Regions from separate parts of the Mus musculus genome. Here all the other regions are linked to region 1. A link is a contact called in public ChIA-PET, HiCAR-type, HiChIP or PLAC-seq and promoter capture Hi-C data. All regions are on one chromosome and are shown on one strand. Each heading gives the region's core, a stretch centred on a gene start, on an enhancer-like site or on the middle of the called end of the contact. The rest is flanking DNA. Distances are from core to core; before and after follow the strand shown. Region 1 has its middle 7.5 kb from the start of Gm38926. Region 2 overlaps Itpr2 (inositol 1,4,5-triphosphate receptor 2). Region 3 overlaps Itpr2 (inositol 1,4,5-triphosphate receptor 2). Region 4 overlaps Itpr2 (inositol 1,4,5-triphosphate receptor 2). Region 5 overlaps Gm32838 (a long non-coding RNA gene). Region 6 holds the start of Bhlhe41 (basic helix-loop-helix family, member e41).

The links. Promoter capture Hi-C pulls out the DNA fragments that hold promoters and counts their contacts. ChIA-PET counts read pairs in DNA pulled down with a chosen protein or histone mark. HiCAR-type assays count read pairs that join an accessible place to other places. HiChIP or PLAC-seq counts read pairs in DNA pulled down with a chosen protein or histone mark.
Region 2: a contact with region 1 is called in a HiCAR-type map of kidney, with 4 times the contacts expected there. The contact joins two enhancer-like sites. A contact is called at or near these places in 1 of 484 Hi-C or Micro-C datasets (bone marrow-derived macrophages) and 7 of 115 datasets of contacts at active chromatin or transcription factors (astrocytes, bone marrow-derived macrophages, cardiomyocytes and 4 more).
Region 3: a contact with region 1 is called in an H3K4me3 HiChIP or PLAC-seq map of bone marrow-derived macrophages, with 5 times the contacts expected there. The contact joins two enhancer-like sites. A contact is called at or near these places in 20 of 484 Hi-C or Micro-C datasets (the C2C12 cell line, the G1E-ER4 cell line, bone marrow-derived macrophages and 14 more) and 14 of 115 datasets of contacts at active chromatin or transcription factors (the NIH/3T3 cell line, T-cell acute lymphoblastic leukemia, astrocytes and 11 more).
Region 4: an H3K4me3 HiChIP or PLAC-seq map of bone marrow-derived macrophages shows a contact between it and region 1, with 7 times the contacts expected there. The contact joins two enhancer-like sites. A contact is called at or near these places in 1 of 39 promoter capture datasets (cranial neural crest) and 3 of 115 datasets of contacts at active chromatin or transcription factors (bone marrow-derived macrophages, large pre-B cells and microglia).
Region 5: an RNA polymerase II ChIA-PET map of memory CD8 T cells shows a contact between it and region 1, with 36 read pairs. The contact joins two enhancer-like sites. A contact is called at or near these places in 3 of 115 datasets of contacts at active chromatin or transcription factors (large pre-B cells, memory CD8 T cells and pancreatic cancer cells).
Region 6: a contact with region 1 is called in a promoter capture Hi-C map of liver, with 3 times the contacts expected there. The contact joins the promoter of Bhlhe41 here to the enhancer-like site in region 1. A contact is called at or near these places in 3 of 39 promoter capture datasets (embryonic stem cells and liver), 1 of 484 Hi-C or Micro-C datasets (muscle stem cells), 5 of 115 datasets of contacts at active chromatin or transcription factors (differentiating embryonic stem cells, embryonic basal ganglia, embryonic forebrain and 1 more) and 2 of 9 other capture datasets (embryonic stem cells and embryonic tail).

What each region holds. Positions count from the first base shown.
Region 1 is chr6:145,338,914-145,342,801 of GRCm38.p6, forward strand. No RefSeq gene overlaps it. Among named protein-coding and RNA genes, the nearest start is that of Gm38926, 7.5 kb to the right of the region's middle. Within about 2 kb of position 1,943, at least 422 of the 459 cell types and tissues checked have an H3K27ac peak or open chromatin away from gene starts, as enhancers often do. A contact at or near this core is called in the C2C12 cell line, T-cell acute lymphoblastic leukemia, bone marrow-derived macrophages and 16 more, where this site is marked.
Region 2 is chr6:146,313,493-146,317,380 of GRCm38.p6, forward strand. The region is part of intron 32 of Itpr2 (inositol 1,4,5-triphosphate receptor 2); the gene reads right to left. Among named protein-coding and RNA genes, the nearest start is that of Gm35596, 96 kb to the left of the region's middle. Within about 2 kb of position 1,814, at least 14 of the 459 cell types and tissues checked have an H3K27ac peak or open chromatin away from gene starts, as enhancers often do. A contact at or near this core is called in kidney, where this site is marked.
Region 3 is chr6:146,269,055-146,272,942 of GRCm38.p6, forward strand. All of the region lies in intron 37 of Itpr2 (inositol 1,4,5-triphosphate receptor 2), which reads right to left. Among named protein-coding and RNA genes, the nearest start is that of Gm35596, 51 kb to the left of the region's middle. Within about 2 kb of position 2,272, at least 182 of the 459 cell types and tissues checked have an H3K27ac peak or open chromatin away from gene starts, as enhancers often do. A contact at or near this core is called in the C2C12 cell line, T-cell acute lymphoblastic leukemia, bone marrow-derived macrophages and 10 more, where this site is marked.
Region 4 is chr6:146,207,529-146,211,416 of GRCm38.p6, forward strand. All of the region lies in intron 45 of Itpr2 (inositol 1,4,5-triphosphate receptor 2), which reads right to left. Among named protein-coding and RNA genes, the nearest start is that of Gm35596, 10 kb to the right of the region's middle. Within about 2 kb of position 1,678, at least 38 of the 459 cell types and tissues checked have an H3K27ac peak or open chromatin away from gene starts, as enhancers often do. A contact at or near this core is called in bone marrow-derived macrophages and microglia, where this site is marked.
Region 5 is chr6:146,078,530-146,082,417 of GRCm38.p6, forward strand. Gm32838 (a long non-coding RNA gene) reads left to right here. Exons shown (of 4, transcript XR_001785421.1): 3 at 90-187; 4 at 944-1,738. Among named protein-coding and RNA genes, the nearest start is that of Gm35544, 6.9 kb to the left of the region's middle. Within about 2 kb of position 1,737, at least 114 of the 459 cell types and tissues checked have an H3K27ac peak or open chromatin away from gene starts, as enhancers often do. A contact at or near this core is called in memory CD8 T cells and pancreatic cancer cells, where this site is marked.
Region 6 is chr6:145,863,385-145,867,272 of GRCm38.p6, forward strand. It overlaps Bhlhe41 (basic helix-loop-helix family, member e41), which reads right to left and starts at 2,036. Exons shown (of 5, transcript NM_024469.2): 1 at 1,822-2,036; 2 at 1,613-1,676; 3 at 1,192-1,299; 4 at 747-858; 5 at 1-354. The coding sequence starts at 1,883.

The DNA of each region.
Region 1 (3,888 bases), core at 693-3,192:
GTTTTCCCAAACCATTTTTTTTTCTAACTCACGTTAGATACCCCTGACAGCCACCATGTTAAACCAGGATTAGGGTGACTGTAGTTGGTGGAGAGCAGGGACGAACAAAGACATCACTGTCACAGCCCCTCCCCCAGAGACAGGTGCAAAGGGCAGCTAAGAGGCTTTGAGAACTGTGTGAACTCTGGCCTGGGCTCCGTCCTACCAGCGGTCGGTCCCAGTGAGTCTGAGAATTGTTTTCTTATCTGTAAATTGGGCTCAGCTCACCCGATACTGTGAGAGTTTAACGGTCTCATGTGTGTCGGAGACCTCCAAATGTTGCCCACAGGACTGTCCTGTGACCAGCTGTAGCAACTGCCTTTGTTTCAGCCTTGCTGGCTGTCATAGGGACTGAGTGTAGAGCCAGTCCAGCTAAGGTGGGAGAACCTTGCAATTGCCGGGGAGCCATCCCCAAGCAGGGGAGGCAACAGCACAGATTTCCCAGAAGTCAGACAAACGAACGAACGTATCCAGCTTCATTTCATCCTTGGCTTTGTGCACAGCAACGTTAAATCCTGCACTGGATCTGCTCCGAGTGTGAGACCAACCTGGGCTACACAGCTTCAGGTCAGCCTGGTCTGTAGAGATCTATGTCAAGCACACCTTTCTAAGGAAGAACAATAACAACAACAACAACAAAAACCAAACAGACAGACAGTCAAACAAACAAAAAAACAAGAAGGGACCAGGCACACCCCAGACCCTTTGGTGGGTAACAACCCAATCTTGGCTTACTGAGAACTGTATTTGTGGAGGTAGCTGAGAAGCCTTTGTGTCCTGCATACTAGTGAGGGTCTCCCCATTCGCCATCTGTTCGTTAGGTTAGGGTGGTAATCATAGCACTTTAGGTTAGCTCCTTTCTACAAACCCATCTAACAGCCTGATTGTCCTTAAACGAATCTGAGGTCTGTGTCATTATACACTCAGGTGAACAGGCACCCAGGCATACTAAACTTGGTCAGTGTCTCCCTAGGGCAGCACCCAGTGCCTGAGCTCACCGTCAAGACCAAATTCTGCTATAAGATAGAGGTATAGGGGAGGAGGAGAGAGGAAGCCAGCCAGCTTTGCAGACACCGGGTCCTATTCAGGGCTCCTCCGTCCTCTGATGTCATGCGCTTCCTGCTTTCGCACTGCAGAGTCTGGCGATCAGTCGACTGAAACGGGATGATCACCGCCACTATCTTGCATCTTATTTTCCATGATCACACTGTCACCTAGCCAACTGCCCCGCCCCCTAATCCCACGACTCTTGGCTTTCCAGCTCGTATTGTCTTCCCCTCCCCCCCCCTCCAGGAAGACGGCTTCCAAGCAGCAAGTACCAGGAAACCCCACTACTGGTGGTGACTCCGACTGAGGCTTGGGGTGGGGTCGGAGTGAATCTTCTGCTCTTGCTTGAGAGTCCAAATCCCTAGCTTAAAAAATGATTTAAAGTATATAATATACATATATATGTGTAAATTCGTATGTATAGTCAAGCTGGGCGCGATGGTGCACGACTGCAACATCGGTCTGCAAACTCAGACTTGAGGCAGGAGTTTCGCTGAGAGTTCGTGGACAGACCAGCTTGTGTTATACAGTGGTCTACAGTTCAGCTTAGGTTAGAGTTAGATTCTGTCCAAAGAGCTAAAAAAAAGAGAAAGGAAGGAAGGAAGAAAAGGGAAAGGAAGAAACATTAATTGTTCAAGTGACAGAGCTCTCCCTCTGTCCAGGAGCCCAGGCAAGGACCATTAGGAGCGGGGCGAGACCATTGCACTCTGCACTCTCCGTCCGGGCCCAGCCCCCTCCCCCCCTCGACACCCGCCACCGCGCAGCTCCGCGCCGCCGCCCAGCGAGCGGGAGACTCCCCAGGGCTCTTTAAATACGAGCTATAAATACCACCGGGCTCTGAGAGCACGTCACCGCCCCGCCGGCTTCCGATTGGCCGCTCTGGGTATCTCATTTGCATAGGGGCTGACACAACCGTGCCGCGACCTGGACGGGAGCGCGCCTGCCCCTCCCCGGCAAGACAGTGGGCGGAGTCGCCGGACCTGCCGACCGCCAGGTCTGAAGTAGGGCGGGGTGGGTTGGCATGTGTCCGTCATCCCTGCCTCGCAGAGGCTGAGACAGGAGGATTGCCTTGAGTTCCAGGCTGGCCTGGGCTATGTAAAAATGTGGAGAGAAAACTATACATATATACATATATATGAATATATATACACACATACACATATGTATGTGTGTGTGTATACACACACACATATATATACATATACATACATACACATATATACACATGCATATATTTTTAATGAAATAAAATGGGGCAGGTGGTGGTCCAGTAGGACGTCCTTCGCCTTCAGGGAACATCAGCTCTGCCCGCCGATTGACACTGGATCTTTTTGCTTTCTACGAAAAGTTTTCAAGGAGACCCGGGAGCAGATGCTGCGGGTGGCTCCTAGCGGCTAAATTTAAACCACGTGAGAGCTGACCCGCCACGGTTCTGTGAGATGACTGGCCACTCCGATGCTCAAAACAGACTGCGTGCTGTGGTCGCTGTAAGACGCAGCGAGCTGGAGAAGAAAGCCAGCAGGGCTCGGAGATGCAGGACTTACGATGTCTCCCGGTTTAGAACCAAATTTAAACTGCATCCGGGTGCGGTGGAGCTGAGGCAGGAGGATTGAAAGCCACGTAGTGAGATCCTATTTGCAAACAAACACCCAAGCCGAATTTAAAAAGCAAAAAACAGTGTCTCCCTCCAGCCGGGGGTTAAAAAGCCAGGTCCTGAAAGCAGGCGCGGCACATCCAGGAGGGTCTGTCAGGTTGTGCGAAGTAGTCAGACAAAAAGCACAAGCCACAAACATCTTACTAAATTATATTAATCGACGTTCTCCCGTGACATCTGTGTAGTCCTAAATAACCCAGAGCTCATTCAGCGACTTCATGTAACAGTGAAGACAATGCCTCAAAGCGGACTGCTTCGTAGTTTGCAGTTTTTTTTTTTTTTTCCTAAGAGAGAGAGACAGAGACAGAGAGACAAGTAAGCGCTTTGGATTCTAGCAAAAGAGCTCCCTCTGCTGGCAAATGCTTCACCATCACAGATACCCATAGACAAAGATGGGGCAGGCTGGTATCAGGACTCTCAGGGCGAGCTGCCAGAGCTTCAGGATGCTGTTAGGTGAAATCACAGATGCCATTTTTTTGGTTACTCTCAAGTAAATGAAATCATACAATTGTGAATGTTGCTTTATGTTTTTAACCCACACATGCCAATAAAAGCCATTTTTAAAAACCTTATAACTAACCCTGATTAAATTAAAGCAAGAGACAGATGTGTTGTGCAAACATCATTAACTATGTATATATAGAATATTTGCATCATAGACACCTTCCGATAGTTTTAGTATTGTGGAGGAATTTTTAAAAAAGAAGATTTTAGTTTTAGTTTTAGTTACATGCTTCCATGTGAATGTCTGTCACCTGTGTGCTGTGTCCACAGAGGTCAGAAAAGGGATGGCTTCTTTCATCTCTCCTACAGTGGGTGCTGGAAACTGAACTGGGATCTTCTGGAATAGCAGCAAGCATTCAGTTGCTAAGCCATCTCTGTGTAACTGATCTGACTGATCTGAAAGCACTATGTACGTCAGGCTTCATTGTTACCTCTTTGCGTGCCTAGTAAATACGAAGGCTTTAAAATGCCCAGAAAGCCCTGCTTTAACAAGAGGGAAGCATGCCATGCTGGAAATCTAGCCATCTACCCAGAGCTAATGGAGCCATGGAGCCCGGAGAAGGACTTACAATGGACACTTTACTAAACAGACACATTCCCTAACTACATTATGAATATTTGTCGTTATACCCACAGACAAGCGT
Region 2 (3,888 bases), core at 564-3,063, 970 kb after region 1:
GTGTGTGTGTGTGTGTGTGTGTGTGTGTTGCATAATGTTTGCAGATTGGGTCCCAGTAGCCATAAGTGGGTTGGACGAGCCTGCGATTTAGAGCCTTGTTAGAGGAAGTGACTCATTCACTGTGAAGGGCTGGTAGGTTTGGAAGCCCCACCCACTTCCTGTCTTTTCCCTGCCTCTCCTTTGGCCAAGGTGTAGAAGGAGGAGTCCCAGCCACACAGGTGTGCCCACCATGCAGCCGCCTGCTCTCATTCCCTCCACATAGACGGTACCCCCAAACTGAGAGCTGAAGCCAGCTCCTCCTTTCTGAGTTGCTCCTTCTTAGGCGTTTGATCACAGAAGCAAGAAAAGCTGTTAACACGGAAGGAAAATGGAAAATTAAGGGAGGGTAAATCTAAATCCTTCCCACACTCTCTTATCCACGGTTCTTCTGAGAAGCCGGCATGCGCATGAGTGGCTTATGCCTTGGCAGGCTGAGGGCAAGAGTAGGACTGAGCCGGGGCTGGACCAGAGCGCCCTCCCTTGCTCTGTTCTTCAGATTTCACTAAACAAGGCCCCTTTGCCAAACTGCCCTTCCAAATGTCTGGCTGACAAATTGCGAAAGCGAAGGGTCCTGATTGAAAACACACAGGAGATACGGACACAAGAAGAGAGGGGAGCAGAGGGTGTGAGAAAAGGCTGGGAACCGGGGAAGACAAAGAAAACAAATACGGACAAAGGATGAGAGGGATGGTGGCCATGTGTTCCAGACGTCCTTGGGCGACCCACATTCTTCTGTAATGCTTGACTTTTCAATAAAAGAACAAGTGCATGTGATTTCATTTGATACCTCCCTAACACTTGCCACACGAATTCATAAAAGAGGAAAATTCCCTTCTCAAACCATGTGTCCCAGAGCTCCTGGCTTGGAAAACGGGACGGCTTGTACCGGAATTAGATGAGGGCAGGGTTTGCTTATGGTCTGTCTAACCCTTCCAACTGTGTTAGCCTTCTCTTCCTCCACAGTGAGACTCACTAATACAACTTCCTCAGACCAGAAAGGCTTTCGTAATAACTTACACTGTTGGGACACTGAATAATTAAATGACAAAGTATTCACAAATGTTGCAGAGAAAATAGATTAATAATAACAAATTTTAAAACTGATATGTCATAATAAGAGTGAATGTATGTGAACATTTCTTCTTCCTCTCCCCCTCCCCCACTTCAGTCACCTTCTTACTTAAAAGACACACCATACAGATTATCAATGGCACAGATTATCAACTTGAGTTTCCCTTACCACCACAGACTGTGCTAACTAAATCAAGGACTGCCTGGACACAGCCACTGCAGTACAGTAGACCTAGTTAAAAGAGCCCTACCACGTGACTTAAGCTGTGGTCGGCACAGGCACCATGGGAAGGCGGGACAAAGCGGACCTGGGACAGCATCGCACACCTCAGAATTTAAAAGGTATTTCTGGAGTTTTCCAGGTCTTGTTTTTGAACCTCCAACATGTGACTACGCAGAGTGGGGCCAGACATAATCGGGAACTACGTCAATGCCTCTGAATAGGCGAGCCCGCTCCACGGCTCTCACTTTCATGCTGTTCACACTTAGGTTAGGCTGTGTGTCTGGACGTCGCTAACTGAGAATTAAAATCTAACATGGCCCAGAACGAATACCACACTGACTTTCCTGTGATAGCCGTCAGTTACGATTTTACTTCTTTCAGCATCCTCCAGACACTGGACTTTTCTGATCGGCTAACACTGCCCTTTTGTTCAGCAGGTAGCAGGCCAGCTCTCACTCATGAGCTCCACGGACTTTGTCCAGGCACAGCCCGTGCAGTGGGATGCCTCTCAGAAATTACCTCACATTGGGCTGCATTGCTCGGAACTGGGCACTGGCAAATCACCACCCAGAGACTCCCGTTTGGGTTGTAGATTAATGAGATTACCTATTTCTAGATAAGGCTTTATTCCAATGCCTGGTTAAGTGAAAAGCCTGTGTTTACCAAAGCATATGGACCGATTCCTCTCCAAGATATTGAAAAGCAACATTCTCACTTTGCATCCTACACTGGCCCTACTCTGCCTGCCACGCCTTCCTGCCATGACGGACGGAAGCCCCTGAAACCATGAGCGAAAACAACTCTTCTCTTTACTACAGAAGCAGTAAATTTCAAAGTGAAGCGGCACGTGGGCCGAGACACAGCTATCTCTGACTACGTTGATTTGTAGTTTAAAAGTAGGAACCAAAACCAAGCAGAGAGACTTGGAAAGCATGTAGTTTGGTGAGAAAAAATAGCAGCTTAAAGTAGGAGCAAGGGAAACGAGGTTCCTAAAAAGGTTCCCACTGTCGTTTGAATGGGAGATGTCCCCACAGGCTCACATATCCAAACCCCTGGTCCCCGTCATGCTGTCGTCTGTTATGGAGGAAGATCATGAAGCAGCAGTTCTCAACCTTCCCAATGTTGACAGCCTTTAATACAGTTCCTAATGGTATGGCGACCTCCCCACCGTAAGAACTGTAATGTAAATATGTAAAATATCGGATATGCAACCCCAAAGGGGTTGAGGTCACAGGCTGAGAAATGTTGTCATAGAGGTTAAGACTTGACGCTTTCTTTGCAGCTCTGCCTTCTTACTGTTCACTGTTTCCTGAGTGTGAACGCAGTGTGACCATTTGTCTTCCCAGCCATGGCCACGCCTTCCCAGCCATGGCCACGCCTTCTCAGCTGTGGCCACGCCTTCCCAGTCACAGCCATGCCTTCCCAGCCAAGGAGTCTGAGACTGTAGAACATAAAAGCATTGTATTCCTACATTGCTTTTGTCAGAGATTTCACACAGCAACGGGGAGAGCAATGTCATAGGATCATTTTTTTTTTTAATGCTCTCTGCTTTGCACGGGGACAACACTATCTTGAGGGATGTCAGGAAATCAAAGAGAACCATCCATCACCGACTCGGGGGGTTATAAAAATGTACAATATTTACAAGACTTCCTTAGGATGAGAGTGGTGCTACAAGTCCTGATCTATACAGTTGCACACTCAGCTTTACCACACTCAGACACCTAGGCCCTAGAGACAAATGTACTCACAGTCCACAGGCCCTGGGTATTGCTCAAGCCGGTGGCAGGCCCTGACCTCAACCTTGTGGAGCTGATTTGTAAGCATGAAGCATGCACAAGTTACAAAGCTGCGTAGCCTTCTACCAGATTTCCAAAGAAATGCGAGGAAGTTAGGCCATGCTGCCTGACAGAATGACCCCTGCAGGCAGCTGTGAGGATGAACCCAAAGCGTCTCTAGTGACCCAGGGATGTTAGCAATACCAGGTTCATCTGTTGAACAGGAGAGAGAAGACACATGGGATGAAATGGCAAGGCTCCAAGGGAGGGGTCACCTGCCCTGGGAATCTGCAGCATACTACCACATGCCCTGAACCAGTTAAATGGCTACAGGATTCATGCTTGCCCAGATGTGCTTCAGTCTTGCTTTGGGACACTCCCTTCCTAGCTGATCCCCCATTTCAACCTTATGGGATGAAAGCTTATACTTCATACCACTCTACCTATGACATCAGGTAACATCAGGAAGCAGAGCCTGACTGGAGGAAGAATGTCACTCGGGAGTGTTTTCTGTCCTTTCTCTGCTTCCTCTACAATAAGGTGGACAGCCCCCTCCTCCACAAGCCCTCCCAGTGTAATGGGTGAACTGCCAAAGCCTCAAGCTCAAACAAATCCTTTCAGCTGTTTATACCAGACATTGCCCCATAGAGAGAACAATAAAATTAACAAGATCTGACCAAAGAGAAAGAAAAGACTTGGAGCCAAGCCTCCCAGGAGAAGGCAAAGGTGTTAAGATGGGAGCATCATTAGAATCACCATGGAGACCAGACCAGCGTG
Region 3 (3,888 bases), core at 1,022-3,521, 930 kb after region 1:
GAGCCTCCATGTGGGTGCTGGGAACTAAACCACAGTCCTCTGCAAAAACAAGTACTCTTAACCAGTGACCCATCTCTCCAATCCCTATTCTACATTCTTTATGGAATAAAAAATAATAAAAAAAAGTACTATTTGGTTCAATTTTTCTTTTAAATGTTTTCACTCTGTAGAACCCACAGGAGGGCCAAACATATCCATCCACATCAGAAGCACAGCATAAATAGAGGTGTGGAGATGCTGTCCCTGAAGGTGAGAATATTAGACAGGAAGTAGACATGAGTCTCACATCACAGCCACCTAGGGAGCATCGCTGGGGCTGGGGAGTTGTCTAGGCAGCTAGTGTGTGCTCTATGCAAGTGTAAGGGCTGGAGTTTGGATTCCTAGACTCTTTCGGGAAGACAAGTGTGGCAGGTGAGCTGTAACTACAACCTCAGAAGGCAGAGGGGACCCCCAGGACAAGCTGAGAGACACTAGCCTTTTCGGGAGAGCTCCGGGTCTGGCTGAGAAACCTGTGTCTGGTATGAAAGAGCAGCTGGGATGATTCCTGATATCAACCTCCAGCCTCCGCATGCACCCATGCAAGCCTGAGTCCACCACACACATGCAAACATGCATATACACACATGTGCACCAGACACATGCACATGAATATTAGATAAATTAAATCAAAAGCAGACCTCCTGGGACCCGCATCCCAAGGATAATTAATCAGCATTGCCCTAAATTGCAGCCGTGGGTGTGAACCGCTCGCACACTGTTGGTGTGGACCACTTGCACAGACATGTGAAACACTCAATGGTCTGTTTGAAACCCATATCCCATCACCACTAGCAGCCTAACCCTGCCCTGCTACCCTTTGGTCCAGTGGAACGATCATGCCTCCTACAAACATGCATTCTGCTGACAGGAAAGTAAATCACACACGTGTGTCGAATGTCCCGCCTAAGTCAGATCATCTATGAAAGAGCTGATTGTTATAATCTCATTTTGAGTGTGTTAGAAAACAACACGCAGAATCCACATATGTACGATAAGGTTGGAATAAAAATGGGGATTTCAACAAACTCCCATCCGGAGGTTTTAACGAATAAGAGAAAAATAAAAAGACCTTTTGCAAGAGGGAAAAAAATGAACAACATTGGTTTTGTTACAGTTTAAGAGGAACCTACCCAAAATCACAGAACTGAACAGCTAATCCCTGTTGACACAGCAGAGTGGACTGAGTCTGGGCTTCAGGGCCTTTGATTTCTACTCACAGCCATTAGCATCGGTCTGACTGCTGAAATCCTGCAGGCAGGAAGCCAGAGGCGGTCAGGAGAGCTGAGCCCAAGTTGGCTGTATTCTGGGTTCTCTGTGAGGCCCCAGGGAAGATAAATGAACCCTCAGCCTCTCTCCCTACACCGACCGACCGCTGCCTTCCTGCAGACTCCAGATCTCCTTCTGAGAGATGCAATCTGAAGTCTCAGCCATATAATAAGGGTGAATTTCTGACTGGTCCCAATTCCACAACTCTCACAAAGAAAGTAAAATCTGCCCAAAGTTTCTAACTTCAGATAACCTTCTAGGTTATCTGAAGAGCCGGAAAGATGGCCCCACAAGGACAAAGGCCCCAAGGGTCTGGCACCCTCCACGGCCCATGTGGATACCTGCATATGCAGATGCACATACACAAACAAAGATAAAATAAAAATCTTTTAAAAAGAAAAGTCCACTTGAACTCATAATTTAATTTTTTCTCACTAATGTTCCTTAAAATTTGCAAATTTCCTTTTTCCTTCATAGACCACGCATTGGGGGAAAATACTGGTTGCTACCTACACAAATTCCCAAAAATAATGTCCAGTATGTTACTTTTGTAGTAGTAGTAGGAATAGTTGTTGTTGTTGTTGCATTAATTGCTGAATCATCATAAAAATATTTTTAAGTGATGTGGGACAAGTTTTTCTAGTGAGGAGGACTGAGTTGCTTCCCTCCACTTCATTATTTGTCCGTATTACATAATACTTAATTTTCTCTCTTCAGGAGCATAATGAGATACAGACAGACAGACAGCAAATGTCCTTGCTGGAATTAGTGTGCACACTCATCAGTTATGTGCAGCCGATCAACATCTGCTTTCTAGTACAGAGCGGCCAAAGCTTCTCTCACGCAGACTCACGGATCCTTCAGAGCAACTGAATTTCAGGCAATGGCATTGCACAGCACGTGACTTGTCTCCAGTGAAGCACAGCGCCAGACACTGCAGGAGTTACATAACCACAGGCTGCTGCTGGCAGAGCCGCCTCAGTGGCTCAGCCGTCCGTGTCTCCTCCAACCACACCCTGCAGCTCTGATATGCAGTGTACACATGTGTTGTCATGTGCCTGGGGACTTTCTTGGCAGTGAACACAAGACACGGTTTCCTGCCTACCAGTAGGGAGAGGTCTTTTTTAAAAGTGATCACACTGTATACAGATCATATCAGGACAGAAGTCACCACAAGCCACAGCAAAAGCAGGTGTCAAATGTACACTGTACAACTCTCCCCCTGCCCTTTCAAATAAACTTTTAGATTGTGGCTACATTGGGATAATTTATTTAAGATGTTATAGTAAGTATAACCAATTGTCAATCATAAGTGTTTCTCCAAATGTGAGCCCCAAGGAACAACTAACTCCAGACACACATGGTTTGTTCCCAGCGCTTGGACAGAACACGCACTATCATGAGATATCATGAGTATATCTAGTTTCCTGGTGATGCTACTCTGTTAACGCTGAGCTCACATGAGTGTGGTGAATGTGACTGAGCATCTACGCACCCCCAGGCCTTCTCTTATGCTAATGCTGGGCCCTAGTGAAAAAGCACTGAATGCCAAATGGACACCTATCCTTTTCTGTATTCGAATTCTCATTCTAAAAAAAAAGTCTATCTACATACAAAGATCCTGAACCCAGGTATAAAGCAATCAATGTGTGCCTGCTATTTTCAAAAACAAGAGCTTGGCAGGCAACCTGCGATGGTATGAACTTGACACATGAAGAGAAAGCAGAGACTACCCACAAACACACAGAAGAAGTGACAAACATGTGTTTTTCAGGATTCCAAGATGCACCTATGTCTTTATTAAATACCAAAGTAATACCGAAGGAAGCGATTTAATATTACAGTAGCTAAAATTAAACAGGGGAAGAGTTGTTTAAAATAACACCAATGACTAGAATTCTGAATAAAACCTGAACTAGATTTAGGTAGAAACAGTTTTGATCTCACCTGGCTTGAATATTTAAAATTATATAGTGAGAATTCAAAGTATCAATGAGAAGAAATGAAAACATTTATATAATTTAAAGGTTTGTACTCAGCTACTCCAAGAGACATCATTTATGGAACAGTGACGCCTACTGGTAACTTGTGATATTGCATCTCAATTGTAGCCCTGCTCTATGGTCTGCCCACTGACATCTAAGGAGGCAGGGAGGCCATATACACAGGTGTTGAAGTTGGAGCAACCAAAATATGTTATAGACACTCAGAAGTATGTCACAAATAATGCTATTAGTTTGTGCAAATAATTTATGCTTAAAAAATGAATCCAGGCCTGACAAGATAGGCAAGTAAGCCTGGTTCAAACCTAAGCTTAATCCAGCCTCACTCACAAAGTTGTCCTCCTCCACAGCACCCACTATAGTAAGTGATTTTCAAAAGATTTCAATGTAAATATTGCTACCAGGAGGTGAGCCATGAAGACAGGGACCAGCAAGAGAGCAGCATCCTCAAGTCCCTATGGCCTGCCCATCACCAAAGCTTTCCAAAGCCCAGGTCTCCACGCCCTCTCTTCTATACCTTCTGTCTGATACATTTTAGTTTGGGTTTTATGACAGACATACAAAGTTATCCTTGATCAGA
Region 4 (3,888 bases), core at 428-2,927, 870 kb after region 1:
CACCTACAGGAACGGGAAATGTCAGGTCCCCGAGGAGAAGCCAGGAAGGGCCTGGCTGCCTGGCCCCACTCACATCCTGAAGCTTGGAGACACTCGTGTCTAAATTAGGTGTTAAAGGTGTGGGAGTGACCAACGCTGGCTGAAAACAAGCTAAGACCTGGAATCTGAAACAGACTCAGTAAAACTGGTTGATAGAGAGGAACCAACCACCAAAGCTTACCCACAGAAACTGCGCACTGTGAAAGCTGAGCAGACAGATTTCTTTACTCCTTCTGGAGGTCATTTGCAGGTTCTCTTGCCTCGCCCACTTAGCATGTGAACCCCTGGGTGAGTCTGAGCCCTTCCATTCTCTAATGAGTTCCTGGATGGTCATGTTTCTATCCCTCCAGCTTTGTCTCAAACATTTGCGCAAAGGGCCTCGCTGTGACTCCCAAGTCCATAGACATTTAATTAACACTGTCACCAGGGTCCAAAGCGTGCCTCACAGATGAGAGCCACGGAGGGTCACACAGAGTGAGGACTCACTGAGACAAGCCCTTGGCAAGGACAGAGATCTGCTCTTGCACACAGGACCCTGGGAAGCAATGCCACTGGCCTAAGAGAACACCAGTAAGAAGAGTTCAAAGAACCCTGGCATGTGGATATTTTAAACAGGATAACACACAAACACACACACACACACACACACACACACACACACACACACACACACACACACTTTCTGAAGAGCGGCTGGGAGATGCTCAGAATGATGAGCACCAGTCACCTTGACCCCCAGACATGGCAGGGGTGAGGGGCAGGGGGTAGAGGTAGGGGACAAGGACTTGATTGGTAATGACGACTTAGATCTGAGATTCTTCTTTCACTCTGCTTAAAGTGGGGTTCGACAGGTTAAACTGCTTCGGATGGCTGCTTCCCTGAGTCTCTGGTGTCCTTTGTCACCGGTGTGACCTCTCAGCTCCTCTGCTCATTAGGGTCCAGTTTGGATGCCAGCCAGAAAAACAGATTGCTCATCACGGGATAGCTACATAGAGGTGCACCTCCTCTCGGAGTACTTGAGGCCGATTGTCTGGCCTTCTTGCTGAGTCTCACTACCCTGTCTTTATCCAGTTCTCTCATTTCCAGCCATTCCTGAGGGATTCTTTTCTCTTGTCCCCTTAACCCTCTTTAATATTTGAAATCTCTCTAGGTTTTTCTCTTGGCTTACTCCCTTTGTTCCAGTTGCTTCCTCGGAAATCTCATCTATAGCACAACTTCAAACACCATCTATACATACATCTGTATACCTTGATGTTCAAGCCTAGCTTCTCTTCCCAGGAATGAAGCTCGCAGCTGGACCCTTACATTGCTTTATCTTAATGTCACATTGATTCCCAAGCACCCATGGGCTAGGGCCAAGCTCATTGCTCTATTCCACTCCCCTGCTTTCCTACCTCCAGCTCAGAAAACGTCATCTACCCATAGCCAACTCTTTCCCTAGGAGCTGGCCAAGCCTCATCCTCACTTTCCCTAGCACATTCCAGTTGGTAAAGTAGCTAGCAACGGAAAGAGTCTGGGGTGTGGAGGACAGGGAGGGGGGACTTCAGAACAAGTCACAGTTTCCCTTCCTCCTCAGCACACAGGGTTTACTGCCGACAGGAAATGAAAATGTCAGGTCCCGGAGGAGAAGCTGGGAAGGGCCAAGCAGAAGACTAAAACCCTTAGTAAGACTGGCACGTGCTCTGGGTCAGATGCCGCCCACCCCACTGCCTGGTGTCCAACCATTGTCCAAAGCTGCAGAGTCTTATAGTACTTTATCATGCTAAGGAGTATGCAGACAGAAGGAGACAGACACGGGCTTCTTTCCTTCATCTCTTTCATTGTGAGACTTTTGCTTACTTGTTTGTTTTTTAGGAGATAAATATCTGCTTGATAGGTGGAGGCCAATTTCTTTAACTTCTGAGAAGAGGAAGGTGCGGACAGAGAGAAAGTAAGCAGCTGTCAGGTTGGGGTGACAGCAAAGAGGGGGAACCACACAGAAGGGAGGAAGGAAAAGAGTGGAAAGTTGTGTATGGTCAGGTGATTGGCCTATCAGACACCAAGAGAAGGAAGCTGAGATGGGCAGAAGGTCAGAGACATGTTTTTAAAAACTGTGGTTTGAGACAGCTTGAGTAAAGAGACCCTGGGTGAATGGTCAAGGGTGACATGGAGATGCACCCAACCCGAGTCTCAGCAGACAGAATCAGGGAACTTGAGCTAACTCCATCTGAGAATCCCGTTTGCTTCCAAATGTTTCTCAAGTCCATATCAGGCACAAGCAAGAAACATCTGTGGCCCGTGCTAGACACCCCTTTGTCCTGTGCCTTCACCCCTAGATCTTCCCTCCTGCTTCGTTTCTGCTTGGTTCAGTCACGGTCTTGGTTCACGGAGGACGTGATCATCTTCCAGACCCACCGGGTAACATACACCTGCCTGCCCTGCTATATAGTTAGTGGTCCCACGGTCCATGGTATAGGCAAGTCTTACAACCATGGAATCCTAAGTCCTGTGTGGTTTTATGTCAAGTTGATACCAGATCAAGTCATTTTGGAAGCTAGAACCCTCAATTAAGGAAATGCCCCCACTAGATGGGTCTGTGGTTTATTTCTCAATTACTGATTGGTGGGGAGATGGGGACAGTCTACTATGGGTGGTGGCACCCCCAGGCAGGTGGTCCTGGGATACATATAAAAGCAAGCTGAGCAAGCCAGGTGAAACAAGCCAATAAGCAGCACTTCTCCATGATCTCTGTTTTAGCTCCTGCCTCCGAGTTCCTGCTTTGAGTTCCCACCCTGACTTCCCTCAGTGATAAGACTGGGGTGTTGAAGTGTAAGCAAGAGGAACCCTTTCCTCCACAAGTTGCTTATGGTCATGTTTTATAACAGCAATAGAAACCTAACCTCTAACATCTTCCTTTCATGTCTATTTAGAAACATAAAGTGTATGCCGCTCTTTGTGTGGGTTAGGACCACCCAGAGAGAGAAAGGCTGGAGTGGAGAGCAGCCTGGCGGTAGAGCCCTTGCCTCGAGGGCCTGGCCATTTGAGTTCAGTCCCCAGCACCACCGCCAAAAAAGAAAACAAGGTGAAATTAAAAAGTACAAATGTGAGTCGGAGAGGTGGCTCAGCAGTTATGAGCACAGAGATCTGACAGAGGGCCTGGCCTCTGTTTCTAGTACCCATGTGGTGTGACTCACAACTGGCTGTAACTTTAGCTCCAGGGAGCTCATAAGGGCCTCCATGAACCTCCACACTCCTGTGCTCACAATCAGCACACACACACACACACACACACACACACACTTTCACTTTTAAAATTTTGACTGTATATAGTTGGTCACAGCTAGAATCCCAATACACTAGAGGTGAAGGTAAAAGGTCAGAGGATCAAATCCATCCTCGGCTACATAGCAAGTTCCTGCAAGCTCAGGCTACATGAGATTCTGACTCAAAAATAAAGACTAAAAACAACTACAAAAATAAATGACTAATTTTTTTTCTCAATTTTTAATACCTAATTCTTTACCTGTGGGGGATGGGACATGTGTCACAGAGCATGGTGGTCAGAGGACAACCTGTGGGAGTTGTCTTTCCTTACATCATGTGGGTTCCGGGAACAGAGCTCAGGTTGCCAGGTTTGGGGACAAGAGTTTTTCTTGCTGAGCCATCTTGCAGACCCAGACAGTCATCAGGAGGTTATTTCAAATATGGGGCATGGGAAACTATGAAGATTATAAGTGCCATTTACCGCAGGGGTTGGCAACACAGCCCTCATGGGTGATATCTGTTCTGGTGCCTGTTTCATAAAAAGCAGTTTTATTGGGTAACGCAGTCAGACTGGCTTGTTTACACGTGGACCATGGCTGTTTCAAC
Region 5 (3,888 bases), core at 487-2,986, 740 kb after region 1:
TATTCTTTGGGTTTCAGTTAAAATTTAAAGTCTTAAAAGTATCAGTATAGCTTGGTCACACAGTTTCATTTGTATTGTTCTATTTTTAGAGAAGCATCGGTGATGTTTCTATGCAAACTGTTCACCCTGATGATGAGAACAGAAGTGCTCTGAGTGGTAAATGCCAGCCATCATTCCATAAACCAAGGTATGTATATGTGTTAAAGTGCAGGGTGACCCTAAGGAAAAGCAGAACGGTAAGGACAGATTAATGACCTGGAATTATCCCCAGCAGGGTAGTAGGCAGGAAAGACTATCTAACAATTGTTAGAATGATCCAACACATTTAAAATTACTTCCTCCTGCACATAAAGATGGGAGGAGAAAGACCCTGTGCGCAGAGAACAGGCCCTTTATCTCTGCATTTCCATTTCTTAAATTCTTTCTTAGTGTCTTACAAAATGTCTGCATCCTTTTCTTTTTCTTTTCCCATAGAAATCCATTCGAAATGTCCCTGGTCTCTGCACTTGGACTGCGGCTGCTGTAGATAGCCCAGCCTGCAGCACACCTATAGAGCCCGAGACACCGTGACACGTGTGTGAACTGAGGCTTGAGCAACTCCAGGCCTGGAGGCCACCCCACCTGAGAATGGAGTGGGACTTTAATTTTTTTTTTTTTTTTTAAAGAGGAGTCTGGGCCTTAGGAGTGATGCCTCTGTGGGTGGCTTCTTAGCTCCTCTTTGCCCATGGCCTTCAGCCTGACTCCTATAATTCTGGCTGGCTGGCTAGCAAGCTTGCTAAAGCAGCCAGCTCCTTAGCTCCTCCACTGCTGTATCTGCTTAGTTTGTTGAGCAACATCTGATCTGGAAGGCAGTTCCCTTCTTTCAAAATTAAGAACCCGTGGTGAGGAGCCTGCTTTCCTCTGAATCTGTTTCACTTGGTGAATATTTGAAATCCCCCAGCAGGTGGCGCTGTTTTGGGAGGCTCTGGAGCCTTTAGAGGATAGAGTGGAGCTGGAAGAAGCTGGTCATCGGGAGGAGGCCTTTCAAGGGCCCTGTTGCCAGTCCTGTTTTCTACTTCCTGGCCAGCCATGATGTGCCGAGCCTCAGCCACATAATCCCAGGATATGAACTCCTCTGTGCATTCCCCACGATGATAAATGAACCCGACACCATGAACCCCCAACAAATGTCTCCTCAAAATGTTTGTGCAAGGAGACGCAGGAGTAAGAGACACAGAGCTGAGTCCTGTGTGTGAATACTAAGTGTGTATGAACATCCTTAGGTACAGAGGCACAGTTGTCAGTGTGTGCATTCACCTATAGTCCCATGTAGGTGTCCTGGTTAGCATTAACTGTCAACCTGACACAGCCTAAAGTCATCTTCAAGAGGAACTGCCTGGATCAGACTGGCCTGTGGGCATGTCTGCGGGACGGTCTTGGTCACTCATTGCTGTAGGCAGGCCCAGTGGGCCACAGCATTCTCTGGGCAGGTGGTCTAGGCTAGAGCAGAAGAAAGCTAGCCAAGTGTGGGTCTGCAAACAGATCAGTAAGACAGCTTGTGATAGCAGCTAAGATAAAACAACCCCCTTTCTTCCCTAAATTGCTTTTGCACAGTGTGTTTTGTTTTGTTTTGTTTTGTTGTTTTTAATTACTGCAAAGAAAGGCAGCCACGGAGCAGAAAACCCTCTTTCTGTAGCCAATTCCCTCAGAGATGAAAGCAGCCCAGTGTCTTAGCCCCTCCCCCACAGTCAGTATCAGAAAGGAAGTTGGTTTTTGTGAGACAAAGGGAAATGAGCTCAGGTCAATAGAGGCTCTAGAGTGATATCTCCCTAAGACAACACAGCCATTTACAATCCCTATAACTAAAACTGAGGGACAGAGACAGAAGACCTTCTCAACCTTCCTGGAGGCTTAAAGAGGCAGCATGATGCTGGGACCTGCTTCCCCTGAGCAGATAGATGTGCTGAAGATGGCCCAGAGCCCTAGTCAGCAGGGAAGGCAGTCTGGATGACATTTGAGCTCTCAGAGAGTTAAGTTGCAGTGTGAAATAGAAGTGATTTCTCTTATTCACACAAGAGAAACCAAATCCCACCGTCAGTTTTCTTGAATCACTACTCTACGTCTGGTAACCGCTTTCAGGTTCAGGAGAGCTGCAGAGAACTTAAGAGGCCTTGCCCTCAAACGCCCAGTGTTCAGTTGGGAATAATGAGGAGGTCTGGAATGTGCTGGCTGATAACTGCCGTGAAGGAAGGAAGCCACCGCTGGGTAAAGGGAGGGAGGGAGGGAGAGAGAGAGAGGGGGGGTGGGGGGGAGGGAGAGGGAGAGAGAGAGAGAGGTGAGATTTGGTGTGGAGTAGCAAGGGCTCTTCCTCTTCAAAGGATGTGATGTGGCCGAGCAGGCAGAGGGCGGAGGCAGCCACAGGAACCCTTTGCACATGAGTGTCTGAACGAGAATATAAGGTCCAGAGGTATGACTGAGTCAGCGTGGCTGAAGGCCACAGTGAGGATTTGCTCTCTATAACCTGAGAAGCTACAGGAGGTTCCCAGGGGAGCAAGTGTTCTGCTTCATTAGTGGGAGGGTGGGGACTGCCAGGTGACGTCATGGATAGGAGCAGAGTGACCAGTTAGGATGTGTCTGCTGGAGTTGAGGTGGTTGTGGCTAGACTACGCTTAAGGCCGTGAGGGTGTAGGGAGCAGGGAGATTTCAAAGGAAACCTCAAGAGAACTGGCTTGTGTGTTGTGGGCTGAGGCACCTTTGAGGCTATGGGCTAAGGAGGTGGAAGAGTGAAGTTGTTTTCTAAGATGAATAAGAATGGGGTGGGAGGTGGTCACGGTGCGTTCTCAGATTTGCAGATGTTTTCACTTTTGCTATGATTGTGTTTGACAAAGTCATCTAGAAAACAGCTCAGTGAAAAGGGGCCTGACGCACAGGGTGATGTTCCCGTGAGCTCTGGTCACATCTTTTTTTCAACCGCTTATTTTCTGTGTGTTTCTGTTTAAAGACACCATGTTCAGGGTATATTGCTGACTTGTTAACATTGAAATTGTCCAGCAACACTGCAGCTTATGCCCGAAGGGAGTGTGCCTAATATATTTTCTTTGTCGGGCAAAGTCTCTGCTTTCTTGAACTTTGGGACACAGAATAGCACTTCAGTGCAATATCTACAGGGCATTTACACAGAAAAACCACCAACCAAAAGCACCCATGTGCATGAAAGTGCAGTCTTCACTCAAGTGATGCAAGTGTGCGAAGATGCTGCCATGATGACGGCTGAAGCATTAGGACAGAACACCACCTTGTGGAACAACAGCTTGGACACGGAGTCAGGTGACTCAAATCTCTTGGCTGCTCCGTGCACATCGGAAATGAATTATGAGAGCATCATGGGTATTTAGAGAGCAGGTGCATTTGCAAATGTGGGATTCATGAACAACGGGGAACTGTTGGATTCAGACAGGGGAGCTGCTGAACCCCGTGGAGGTCTGAGAAGTGAAGCGGCTTCAGGGGACTCCTGGGGGCTTTGATTTGGGTGCTATTTATTGCCCTGTATCTTAGTCTCTGTGTATAGTTGGCTGAAGAGGGCTGAGATCTCAGGAGTTAAAACAAACAAGAGGGGGGGGGTTCCAAAGATAGACTCTTGGGATGTCCAGAAAAGGAGAGAGAGAGAGAGAGAGAGAGAGAGAGAGAGAGAGAGAGAGAGAGAGAGAGAGAGAGAGAAGAGACACAAGAGTTGATTCAAGAACAAAGGCCTTGAGTGGTCAAAAGCTGTTGGAGAATCCAATCTAACAAGACTCAGAATCGACCGTCCAATGAGGTGACATGGGGTTGCTGGTGATTTTGATAGTTTTATCTGGGATCATAAAGTTCAAGGCTCACTGAAGTGTGTGGAAGTAGAAATGCAAACTTCTT
Region 6 (3,888 bases), core at 786-3,285, 520 kb after region 1:
GCTCCGCCTCGCCTCCGTAGCCGCTGTCGGTGTCCGTGTCGTGTTCCGGCTCCGTGCCGGGCTGAGTCCGCTGGATGACCGGCACGCAGCGGGCGACGCGCTCGGGACCCGAGGCGGCCGCAGCCCCCGCGCTGCAGGGCGCGCGCCCAGAGCCCCTGCCGGAGGGCACCTGTGGCGTCAGGAGCTGGGTGGCCACGGCATGCAGGTGGCTGACGAGCTGTGCGCAGCGCGGCTCCCTGGGTGTCCAGCTCTCAAAGCGCGCGAGGTATTGCAAGACTTCTTTGGCGCAGGTTTGAAACCCCGAGTGGAACGCATCCAAGTCGGCCTGGACCGGCGATTTCAGAGAGCGCTCCCCTAGGGTGCACGGGGGAGGGAGGCGAGAAGAAAAACCGCGGCGTTAAGACATCTGCTCATCACGTGGGCCCTGCGCTGCCTACAGTGAGCTCGGCTTTTCCTGGGCATTCCAGCGATATAATCCGCAGACTGCCGAGAGAGGAGGGGGTGGCGCGGTGAGGCGCTCTCTTCCTGGCTGAAAAACCCAACTGAAGAGGTGCAGCCGCCACTTTAAATAAAAACGGGGCTCCTCCAGCTCTGCGGGAAGCCTTTGGGATGCTCTGGGTACTTGCCACCAAAGGGAAAGAGGCGACGTTCACCAGGAGAGGACGCAGCGGGGGAGTCCTAGCGTTGCGCCCCCAGCGTTACCCCCTTTTGTATCAGGGCAGGCTGGCTTCCTCAGACCCACTTACCATTCTGTAAAGCAATTATCTTCTGATGCTGCTGCTCAGTTAAGGCTGTTAGCGCTTTCAAGTGCTTTAAAGTTAATTCCAAGACTACTGCTTTCTCCAAATGCCCCAGTGTCTGCAGTGGTGCGACAAAGGGGGACAGGGGTTACTTTAAAACACGCATTTTTATTTCCACGCAGCCCAGCAACTTAAGACAGGCACACACACACACACACACACACACACACACCACTGGGAAGGAAGCGCTGCTCAGCTCCCCACAGTCAGGTCGTCAATGATCTCTGCCATTAGCCCGGAGCCCCTGTTCTGAGTCTCTGGGAAACTCTTAGTTACAGCACAAGTTAGAAGGCAGGCCTCTTAATATTTACATTTATTATCCTATCTCTGGGAATTTTATCAGGTAAATACACCCCGGAGTCCATCAGGAGAATGAAAATGTGCATCTTACTGTCAATTTCAGATGTTCGGGCAGTAAATCTTTCAGCTGAGCAATGCATTCATTAATTCGGTCTCGTCTCTTCTTTTCTATTAATCTGTGCGGTAACTTGTAGGTATCCTTCATACACGAGCCAGAGAAAAGATACAGCAGTGAGCTAAACATTCATTCACTTACTGGATAGAACCCTCCCACCCCAACCCCCAAACACACTATGTAATGAACTAATGCCCAGAACTCTCTCCTCTAGACTTCTAAAATGCAATTTAAATTCAGGTGCGGTGTTGAATATCCCCCGGAGTATCCAGCAAGCCACTTAAAATTCACAGTTAGGAAAGCTCAGGGCTGGAATATATTTGCGGGCAGAGTTTCCTTGCGAAATCAATGGCCCTAATTAACTATCCAGGCAGGTTATGGGAAACTTAAGACTTACCTTGGTATCGTCTCGCTTCAAGCTCCTTTTGGGTTTACACATATACAAAGAGGAATAGTCCAGTCTGCAAAAACAGAAATCAGCATCAGGCCCCCATTCCGGGAGGGGCTCTGCCCTCACCCGCTCCATATCACTTTGTGCAGGGGATTAAAAAAAAAAAAGCCAAACCGACGCCTAGACAGATATTCGCAACGGTGCGTACACCTTACCCTATAAAATCCCTATGTTCCAGTAACTGTCTCTCTTGCAAATGAGGGATTCCTTCGTCCATGTTCAATGGCTGTCCGTTTCGATTTGGAGGTTTCTGTCCTGTAATCTGTGGGACGGTCGCCTGGAGAGATTTTGGGGGGATGTGTGCGTCTCCAGGCTGTCTCGCTCTCCCTCTTCAGTGCAGTATTGAAAGTGTGAAGCAGTTGGCCGCCCCTCCGCCCCGTGCTCGCTCGCTCGCCCTCTCGCACACCCGCGCGCGCACACCCGCGCGCACACACGCACTGCGCTGGTAGTTTGCTCTCACTCCGGGCAGTGTTTGGCCACAGGGCACGCGCGTCGCCGGCCAGACCAGCACCCAGCTCACGTGCGGAACGTACCATCCGCGGTCCAGCCCGGAGGGGGGCGGGGAGGAGGGGCCGGGAGGGGGCGGGGACACCTGATTGGGGCCACCTGGAAGGAGCGGCCACCCGGCGAGCCGTTCGTCTTCCCCGAGGCGCTGCAGGGCGCGGGGGCGGGGCGGGACGAGGGGCTCCCCCGGCTCGTCCAGCATCTCGGTGCAGAACCGAGGACGTGGCCTTTGGCTTTCCCACCAATTGCTGTTGGTTTGGGCCAGAGAAAGAACGCGAATTCGTGGTGGCTAAACTTGAGCGGGGAAGGAAAATTCGGAGATTTTGCTCATTGTTTACTGGCCAGGGGTGAAAGAAGGGTCGGGTAGAAAGACACCCTTTAGGTCAGGCTGGAGACCTACCCTGAAAAGGGGGTGACTTGCAATTTGCTTCCCGGATTTAAGATCAGTGAAAATGTAGACACTGATTCAGAATGTCGCATACCAAGTGGTTCTGGCAACAGTGTCCCCGGGCCACCTAAACTTCCCGCAGCAGCCGGAATTGCGGTGACACTAATCACACAGAGGCAGATGACGTTTGGGGCCTCGGGTGCTCCCGGGGGAGAGCAGGGAGGGGGAAGGGTGGCACAGGGCAGGAGGCACGCAAGGACTGTTGCGGGAAAGCCACGCAGTCCGGGTCCTGCCCGCCCCAGCCTGCGAGACACTGTGCTGCCTCCCGTCTCCCTCGTGCGATAAGCCACGCCGAGAGTGTGGCGAGCCCACGTTTACTACTGGCACCTCCGCGGCCTCCCTCCTTAATCCTGTCTCCAGCGGGTACCAGCACAGGGCCGGCAACGTGATGCGACCTGCGGCGGCTGCCACATCAGCGCGCAGGGATGCCGTGCGCGCGCCCCGTGTCCTCGGGAGCTCGGTCCACACAGCTGGGGACAGCCGTCCCCAGGTGCTCAGTGTCCCCACAACTCAAGCTAAATAAGAATCTGAATTCCATCCCCGTGGGCAGGGAGACCCCAGGTTGCTCCTACACTAATTTCTCAGAATTGACAATCACGTTCACTCTCGGACATTCGCTATCGCCAGCGGCACGAGAACCGAGAAGGAACCTGGGCCCCAAATGCACGCGCACTGGAGCGCAGCAGGGCCAGGGCAGCGGCGCTTGGGTTCCGGGGACGGATCTGGGTCGCGGGCCAGGGCGGCTGGAGCGGGTCACGTGCCGGGAGCCTCCTCCCCGCCTAGCCGCGCGGCGCTGGAGCCCAAGTCCTGGGCGGAGCTGCCGGGATGAGTTCCTTTCCAGCACCCTCCCTGGTTCCTCGAGTAGGACGACAGGGCTTGTTTTGCAGCAGGCGATTAATTAATGATAACAGTGAAAGTGATTTTTTTTAAATGCAGATTTGGATTTTTATTCTAAGCCCTTACTCCCTCTCTTGTCTCTAAGTGGTTATCTTTCTGATTCTGAGGCAAGTTAGAGCTCTCAACAGTTTATTAGTACAGTAAAGCATCCTGGCTTCCTCCAGTTCTTAACTGGCCAGGTTAGGTAGCAGCAGGCTAAGGTGAATAAAATAAAAAATAGCAGCAATAACAGCCCTCTGTCTACTGGATTTCTGAAAGTTCGTGGTCTCCAAACATACTTTAGGGTCAATCCCCCTTTTAAAATTATGGGATAGGAATATATAAGCCTGGGTCACTGCATCTTGGCCTTGTCAGTATACAGAGGGTCTCGGGC